Regions from separate parts of the Pan troglodytes genome. Here region 1 is linked to region 2. A link is a contact called in public HiChIP or PLAC-seq data. All regions are on one chromosome and are shown on one strand. Each heading gives the region's core, a stretch centred on a gene start, on an enhancer-like site or on the middle of the called end of the contact. The rest is flanking DNA. Distances are from core to core; before and after follow the strand shown.

Region 1 (3,316 bases), core at 491-2,990, 54 kb after region 2:
ATGCCTGCCTCTGAAGTCATGGCCACTAATTTCCTGTGGGCTGAGTTGTGTGTTTCAGAGGAGGGTCTAAGAAACACTGACTTCTTTCAGTGTGCTGTGGGGTCTGTGTGTAACTGGGACCCTAGGTTTACCCCTGAGGCTGGCATACAGCCCTGCCCTGTGCCCGCTAACAAAAGTGGACTTGCTGGGGCAGACCAAAGGCCTGGATCAGACCAGGAGGCCACCTTACAAACCCCAAGGCTGGCAAAAATGGGCGGCCTGTGCCTCTGGCCTGGTGTACCTAAAATGGAGAGAGATGAAGGTTCCAGGAGAACCAGAGAGGGAGGAATGAAATTCCTCCAAGGAGCCCAGGGTGGCATGTCCGACTGTGTGACACGTAGACAGACAGGGCCTCCGCAGGGAGCCATGCGCTACCCCCAGGTCCAGCCGGCTGTCTTCTTATAATACCCACCAGCCTTTTTCCCTGCCCACCAGCCGCTGAAAACTCCCACCCCCTCCAAAAAAAAGTTCTATTCCCTCTTCTCTGACCACAAAGGCACTGAAAACAGTGGAACCAGAAGGGGAGTCAGGGTGGGTGGAAAGGTACGGCGTCCAGGCTGATAGACCATCCCAGGATTCTTAAGCAGCAGGGACCACTCCCTTCCCCCCAACACTGTAGATCAGAACACCCCTCTCCATCAGGTCATTAAATACAGCCCTGGTAACTACACAAGGCAGTTCACCTTGATTATCGAGTCCTTTCCGGGATGTGGAGAGCTTGTGAGAAAGAAATGGGATCCTTTGAGAAGTGAGGGTTTGGAAGTGGGGGCAGGAGGGTATCTTTGGGGAGATGGGTGTCTGGGAGGCCCCAGGGGTGCTGTCTAAGGTTAGAGTATTGGGATGCAGAGCTTAAAAGAGGCAACAAGGAAACAGGACCCCGGGTTCAGGGGACGGAGTGGTGAATCCGGGGGCGCCCAACCGGGGTTACCTTGAATCAAACTTCTTGCCATCTTCAAAAGTGCCGTTGTAGTGGTAGCGCACAAAATCCCCCATCTGCACTTCCCGGGGACAGGCCCTGGGGATGTGGTACCTCTCGATGACCACATCTTCCAGGGGGCCCCCGGCCGGGCTGGCGCGGCCCAGCCCCCTCCCCACGGCCTGCACCACCAGTAGCAGCAACTGCAGCAGGGGGAGCCGGAGGAGGCTGTGGCTGGGGGGGCCCGCGGGGAACATGGTGCCTGGAGTTGGGACCGCCGGCAGTGAGGGCGAGCGAGGGAGTCGCCACCAACCTCCTTCCCCCCGCCTCCCAGAACTGGCTCCCCCCCTTCCTGTCCTCTTTCCCTACCCCCGCCCTGGCTGGTCCACGTGGAATGGGGGCTGGGAAGACTGAGCTGGCCTGGCCGGGAGGAGCGGGGGAGGGGGTTGCAATAGGAGGAGGGGGCCAGGCTGAGTGTGTTAGAGTCTGAGGGAGGCACTACAAAGAACTCCAGGTTCCCCCTCCCCCCATCTCCATCCCTGGCTGCGAGACCTGGGGCCTGGCCAGGGAGAGAGGCTCGGGAAAGATGAGAACTCTGAGTGGACACCAAAGGAAAAAAAAAAAAGTTCAATGTCTTTTTCCGGAGCCCCCGGGTCCTAAAGCCGGGCGGAGATGAACCTTGCTTCGTTCGCGGGCACTTAGAATTCTAGTCCCCTCCAGGTGGGTGGTGAAGCCGCGGAGTGTGAGAGGCATCTCCGTGCTCATCCGTGACCCCAGCTGTACTCCAAGGGAAGGCATCTCCAGGGAAGAGCAGCTTGGTCCCGCAAAAGCTGGACTGCAAGAAGGACTTTGTGACTTGGGATGTGACGGGCACGGAGATGGAGCGGCGGGTGGTGGCAGCGCAAGGTGTGCAGGTGACAGCAGGTGTGTGCCTCCGACGTGGGCGGGGGAGACACTGGGAGGGTGCAGGAGGGCGCAGCGACGGAAGGCCTGGCTCCAGGGCTTCCCTCTCGTATGGGCAGCGCAGAGGAGGCGGCCCTCACTCAGTGTCCTGATCTCAGGCGGGGGCACTGTTTGCATGGGGAGGGGCTTCCTGGGCTTCCCATCTCTGGCGGGAAGCGCTCCCCGACTCATTCTCTACCTAGGGGACACCCCCAAGGCAGGAGCCCGGGCCGACGGAGAGGACTTAACGACACTATCGGACCCTCTGGGAAAAGAGGGGAGACGTCGTGACCCAGGCCCCGCCCCACCTTGCCGCCTCGTGCCCGGCGCTAAGACCCAGCGGGCGCGCCGCCCGCCCGGGGCCCGGCCCTGTCCCCTTCCGTCCGCGGGGCCGCCAGCTCAGCTCCGGGGAGCCGGCGGCGCGGCGGGCATGGCTCGGGTGGCGTGGGGGCTGCTGTGGTTGCTGCTGGGCAGCGCCGGGGCGCAGTACGAGAAGTACAGCTTCCGGGGCTTCCCGCCCGAGGACCTGATGCCGCTGGCCGCGGCCTACGGGCACGCTCTGGAGCAGTACGAGGGAGAGAGCTGGCGCGAGAGCGCGCGCTACCTGGAGGCGGCGCTGCGGCTGCACCGGCTCCTGCGCGACAGCGAGGCCTTCTGCCACGCCAACTGCAGCGGCCCCGCGCCCGCGCCCAAGCCCGACCCCGACGGCGGCCGCGCAGACGAGTGGGCCTGCGAGCTGCGGCTCTTCGGCCGCGTCCTGGAGCGAGCCGCCTGCCTGCGGCGCTGCAAGCGGACGCTGCCCGCCTTCCAGGTGCCCTACCCGCCGCGGCAGCTGCTGCGTGACTTCCAGAGCCGCCTGCCCTACCAGTACCTGCACTACGCGCTGTTCAAGGTGGGAGCCTGCCCCCACCCGGGGACCTGTCTCGGGCTGGGCGTCGTGGCTCCCCACAGATCGGTCGAAGGAGCGTTACCTTCACCCGAGGCACGAAGCCCGCCGTGCGCTCGGGGCCGCGAGCTCCGGTCTTGCTGACCCGCTCCCCCACCCCCTACCCCCCGACCAGGCTAACCGGCTGGAGAAGGCGGTGGCGGCGGCCTACACCTTCCTCCAGAGGAACCCGAAGCACGAGCTGACCGCCAAGTATCTCAACTACTATCGGGGGATGCTGGACGTCGCCGACGAGTCCCTCACGGACCTAGAGGCCCAGCCCTACGAGGTGGGGTGGAGGGTCAGGAGGAGGCTTGCAGAGGAGGGCTAGTAGAGGAGGGGAGATGTTGGGGGCGCCCTGACTCCCCCTGCCACGCCCCTTCCAGGCCGTGTTCCTCCGGGCTGTGAAGCTCTACAACAGCGGGGATTTCCGCAGCAGCACGGAGGACATGGAGCGGGCCTTGGCAGACTACCTGGCAGTCTTTGCCCGGTGC
Region 2 (3,322 bases), core at 674-3,173:
AGGAGGGCAGTCACGTGAGCCTTTTAAAACTACAAGTTGATTGTGTGTTGCAGGGAGGAAGCTGATGAATATATTGACATTGGAGCCCTCAATGGCATCTTTGTGCTGGGAAGGAGTATGGGCTTCATTGGTGAGTCCGTTCGTTGTTGTTTTAAGTGTTTTTTTTTAAACCCCACGGTTCAGCTACACCACTTACCCATGGGGTTGAGTTTCTTTTTTTTTTTTTTTCTTTTTTAATTTTCTTTTTGTGGTTCAGTTTCTACAGAAGAAATGTCATATCCTCTTAATCATTGTTCTTAATCTTTCCTTTCTTACTTTAACCTTTCCCCTTATCTTTATCATTGTTCCTTTGTTCTTAGAAATGATTGCTAGCCCAGGAAATTTTTTTTTTTTTTTTTTTTGAGACTGAGTCTTGCTCTGTCACCGGGCTGGAGTGCAGTGGCGCGGTCTCAGCTCACTGCAACCTCCGCCTCCCGGGTTCAAGCGATTCTCCTGCCTCAGCCTCCCAAGCAGCTGGGACTACAGGCGCATGCCACCACGCCTGGCTAATTTTTTGTATTTTTAGTAGAGACGGGGTTTCACCATGTTAGCCAGGATGGTCTCGATCTCCCAACCTCGTGATCTGCCCACCTCGGCCTCCCAAAGTGCTGGGATTACAGGCGTGAGCCACCGTGCCCGGCCTATTTTTATTATTTATTTTATTTTTTCCCTTTAAAATTTTGTTTTAATTTAAAGGAAAATAGAATCAGATCCAACAGCTCCCTTGTACAAAGTCCGCCTCATCTACCTATACAGTGGATTTGGACTAAACTTCCCACTGCTTTGTGTCTACTTTTTTTGTGTGTTAGAAAGATTTCCCTTCCTTAGCCTCTTCCTCTCACCAGGCTTATGAAGCTCTAATAAAAAAGATGTGTTTGCTTCATTTTAGGACACTATCTTGATCAGAAGAGGCTGAAGCAGGGGCTGTATCGTCATCCGTGGGATGATATTTCATATGTTCTTCCGGAACACATGAGCATGTAACAGAGCCAGGAACCCTACTGCAGTAAACTGAAGACAAGAACTCCTCCCCCAGGAAAAAGTGTACAGACAGCTGGCAGTGGAGCCTGCTTTATTTAGCAGGGGCCTGGAATGTAAACAGCCACTGGGGTACAGGCACCGAAGACCAACATCCACAGGCTAACACCCCTTCAGTCCACACAAAGAAGCTTCATATTTTTTTTTATAAGCATAGAAATAAAAACCAAGCCAATATTTGTGACTTTGCTCTGCTACCTGCTGTATTTATTATATGGAAGCATCTAAGTACTGTCAGGATGGGGTCTTCCTCATTGTAGGGCGTTAGGATGTTGCTTTCTTTTTCCATTAGTTAAACATTTTTTTCTCCTTTGGAGGAAGGGAATGAAACATTTATGGCCTCAAGATACTATACATTTAAAGCACCCCAATGTCTCTTTTTTTTTTTTACTTCCCTTTCTTCTTCCTTATATAACATGAAGAACATTGTATTAATCTGATTTTTAAAGATCTTTTTGTATGTTATGTGTTAAGGGCTTGTTTGGTATCCCACTGAAATGTTCTGTGTTGCAGACCAGAGTCTGTTTATGTCAGGGGGATGGGGCCATTGCATCCTTAGCCATTGTCACAAAATATGTGGAGTAGTAACTTAATATGTAAAGTTGTAACATACATACATTTAAAATGGAAATGCAGAAAGCTGTGAAATGTCTTGTGTGTTATGTTCTCTGTATTTATGCAGCTGATTTGTCTGTCTGTAACTGAAGTGTGGGTCCAAGGACTCCTAACTACTTTGCATCTGTAATCCACAAAGATTCTGGGCAGCTGCCACCTCAGTCTCTTCTCTGTATTATCATAGTCTGGTTTAAATAAACTATATAGTAACAATGAAGGCATACTGCTGGCTCCTGGCATCCATATCCTTTGATCTGTATTCCTTTGTAACTGTACTTTTTTCCAGACAGGGTATCACTCTGCCGCCCCAGGGCTGGAGTACAGTGGCACCATCACAGCTCACTGCAGCCTCCATCTCCTGGGCTCAAGCAGTCCTCCCACTCCAGCCTCCCAAGTAGCTGGGACTACAGGAGCATACCACCACTCCAGGCTAACTTTTGTATTTTTTGTGGAGATAAGGTTTTGCTGTATTTCCCAGGCTGGTCTGGAACTCATGGACTCAAGCAATCCATCCTCCTTGGCGTCCCAAAGTGCTGTTACAGGCGTGAGCCACTGTGCCTGGCCTGGCCTGAACTGTACTAATAGTTTCAGTATATATGGTTTTAAAAATGCTCATCTACGGTCAGGCGTGGTGGCTCATGCCTGTAATCCCAGCACTTTGGGAGGCCGAGGCGGGTGGATCACGAGGTCAGCAGATGGAGACCATCCTGGCTAACACGGTGAAACCCCGTCTCTATTAAAAATACAAAAACTTAGCCAGGCATGGTGGCGGGCGCCTGTAGTCTCAGCTACTCTGGAGGCTGAGGCAGGAGAATGGCGTGAACCCGGGAGGCGGGGGTTGCAGTGAGCCGAGACCGGGCCACTGCACTCCAGCCTGGGCGACAGAGCGAGACTCCGTCTCAAAAAAAAAAAAATTAGCCTGGAGTGGTGGCGGGCGCCTGTAGTCCCAGCTACTCGGGAGGCTGAGGCACAAGAATCGCTTGAACCCGGGTGGCGGAGGTTGCAATAAGCGAAGAGCGCGCCACTGCGCTCCAGCCTGGGCAACAGAGCGAGACTCCGTCTCAAAAAAAAAACAACAACAAAAAACCCAAAACAAAAACAAAAACAAACAAAAAAAAACGGATAACGAGTAACTCATTCATCCCTCATCCACTTAGCTGGGGCTAGATCTTATAAAAATCCTGTATTGCCACTCAAGGCTTTAACAACAGGTAATGGTCTAAGGTGGCTTTACTCGACAAAATGACTGCAGAGAGCATGCTACCCACTAAGGAAAGGAAGCGAGCCATCCTCGCACCGACGCCCTGGGGCGAAGTCTTCTGGACTGGGCGACTGTTACTGACGGACCTCACCAAGGCAGGCAGAGCTGCTGGAGGCGAGGCGGCGCATGTGCGGCCGGCGGGCGACCTGGCCCCGCCCCGCGCGCACTATTTAATCCCAGAATCCCTCTGTGTCGCACCAACGGCCGCATCGTTCCGAGGCTGTGGAGGCCGGGCGCAGCGGCGTCAAGATGGCGGCTGCGGCAGTGGCGGCGGCGGCGGCGGCGGCCGCGGCTGCATCTCTTCAGGTACTGGAGATGGAGAGCATGGAGACGGCCGCCGCCGGCTCGGCAGGACTGGCCGCCGAGGTC

The links. HiChIP or PLAC-seq counts read pairs in DNA pulled down with a chosen protein or histone mark.
Region 1: an H3K4me3 HiChIP or PLAC-seq map of stem cell-derived excitatory neurons shows a contact between it and region 2, with 2.3 times the contacts expected there. The contact joins the promoter of P3H4 here to the promoter of KLHL11 in region 2. A contact is called at or near these places in 1 of 7 Hi-C or Micro-C datasets (stem cell-derived neural progenitor cells) and 1 of 1 datasets of contacts at active chromatin or transcription factors (stem cell-derived excitatory neurons).

What each region holds. Positions count from the first base shown.
Region 1 is chr19:26,327,699-26,331,014 of NHGRI_mPanTro3-v2.0_pri, forward strand. P3H4 (prolyl 3-hydroxylase family member 4 (inactive)) reads left to right here and starts at 1,741. Exons shown (of 9, transcript XM_016931817.4): 1 at 1,741-1,879; 2 at 2,101-2,789; 3 at 2,959-3,111; 4 at 3,209-3,316. The coding sequence starts at 1,834. It overlaps FKBP10 (FKBP prolyl isomerase 10), which reads right to left and starts at 1,790. Exons shown (of 10, transcript XM_001144283.8): 1 at 968-1,790. The coding sequence starts at 1,212.
Region 2 is chr19:26,273,378-26,276,699 of NHGRI_mPanTro3-v2.0_pri, forward strand. KLHL11 (kelch like family member 11) reads left to right here and starts at 1,924. Exons shown (of 2, transcript XM_016931798.4): 1 at 1,924-3,322. The coding sequence starts at 3,203. ACLY (ATP citrate lyase) reads left to right here. Exons shown (of 28, transcript XM_063798578.1): 27 at 54-130; 28 at 929-1,913. The coding sequence ends at 1,023.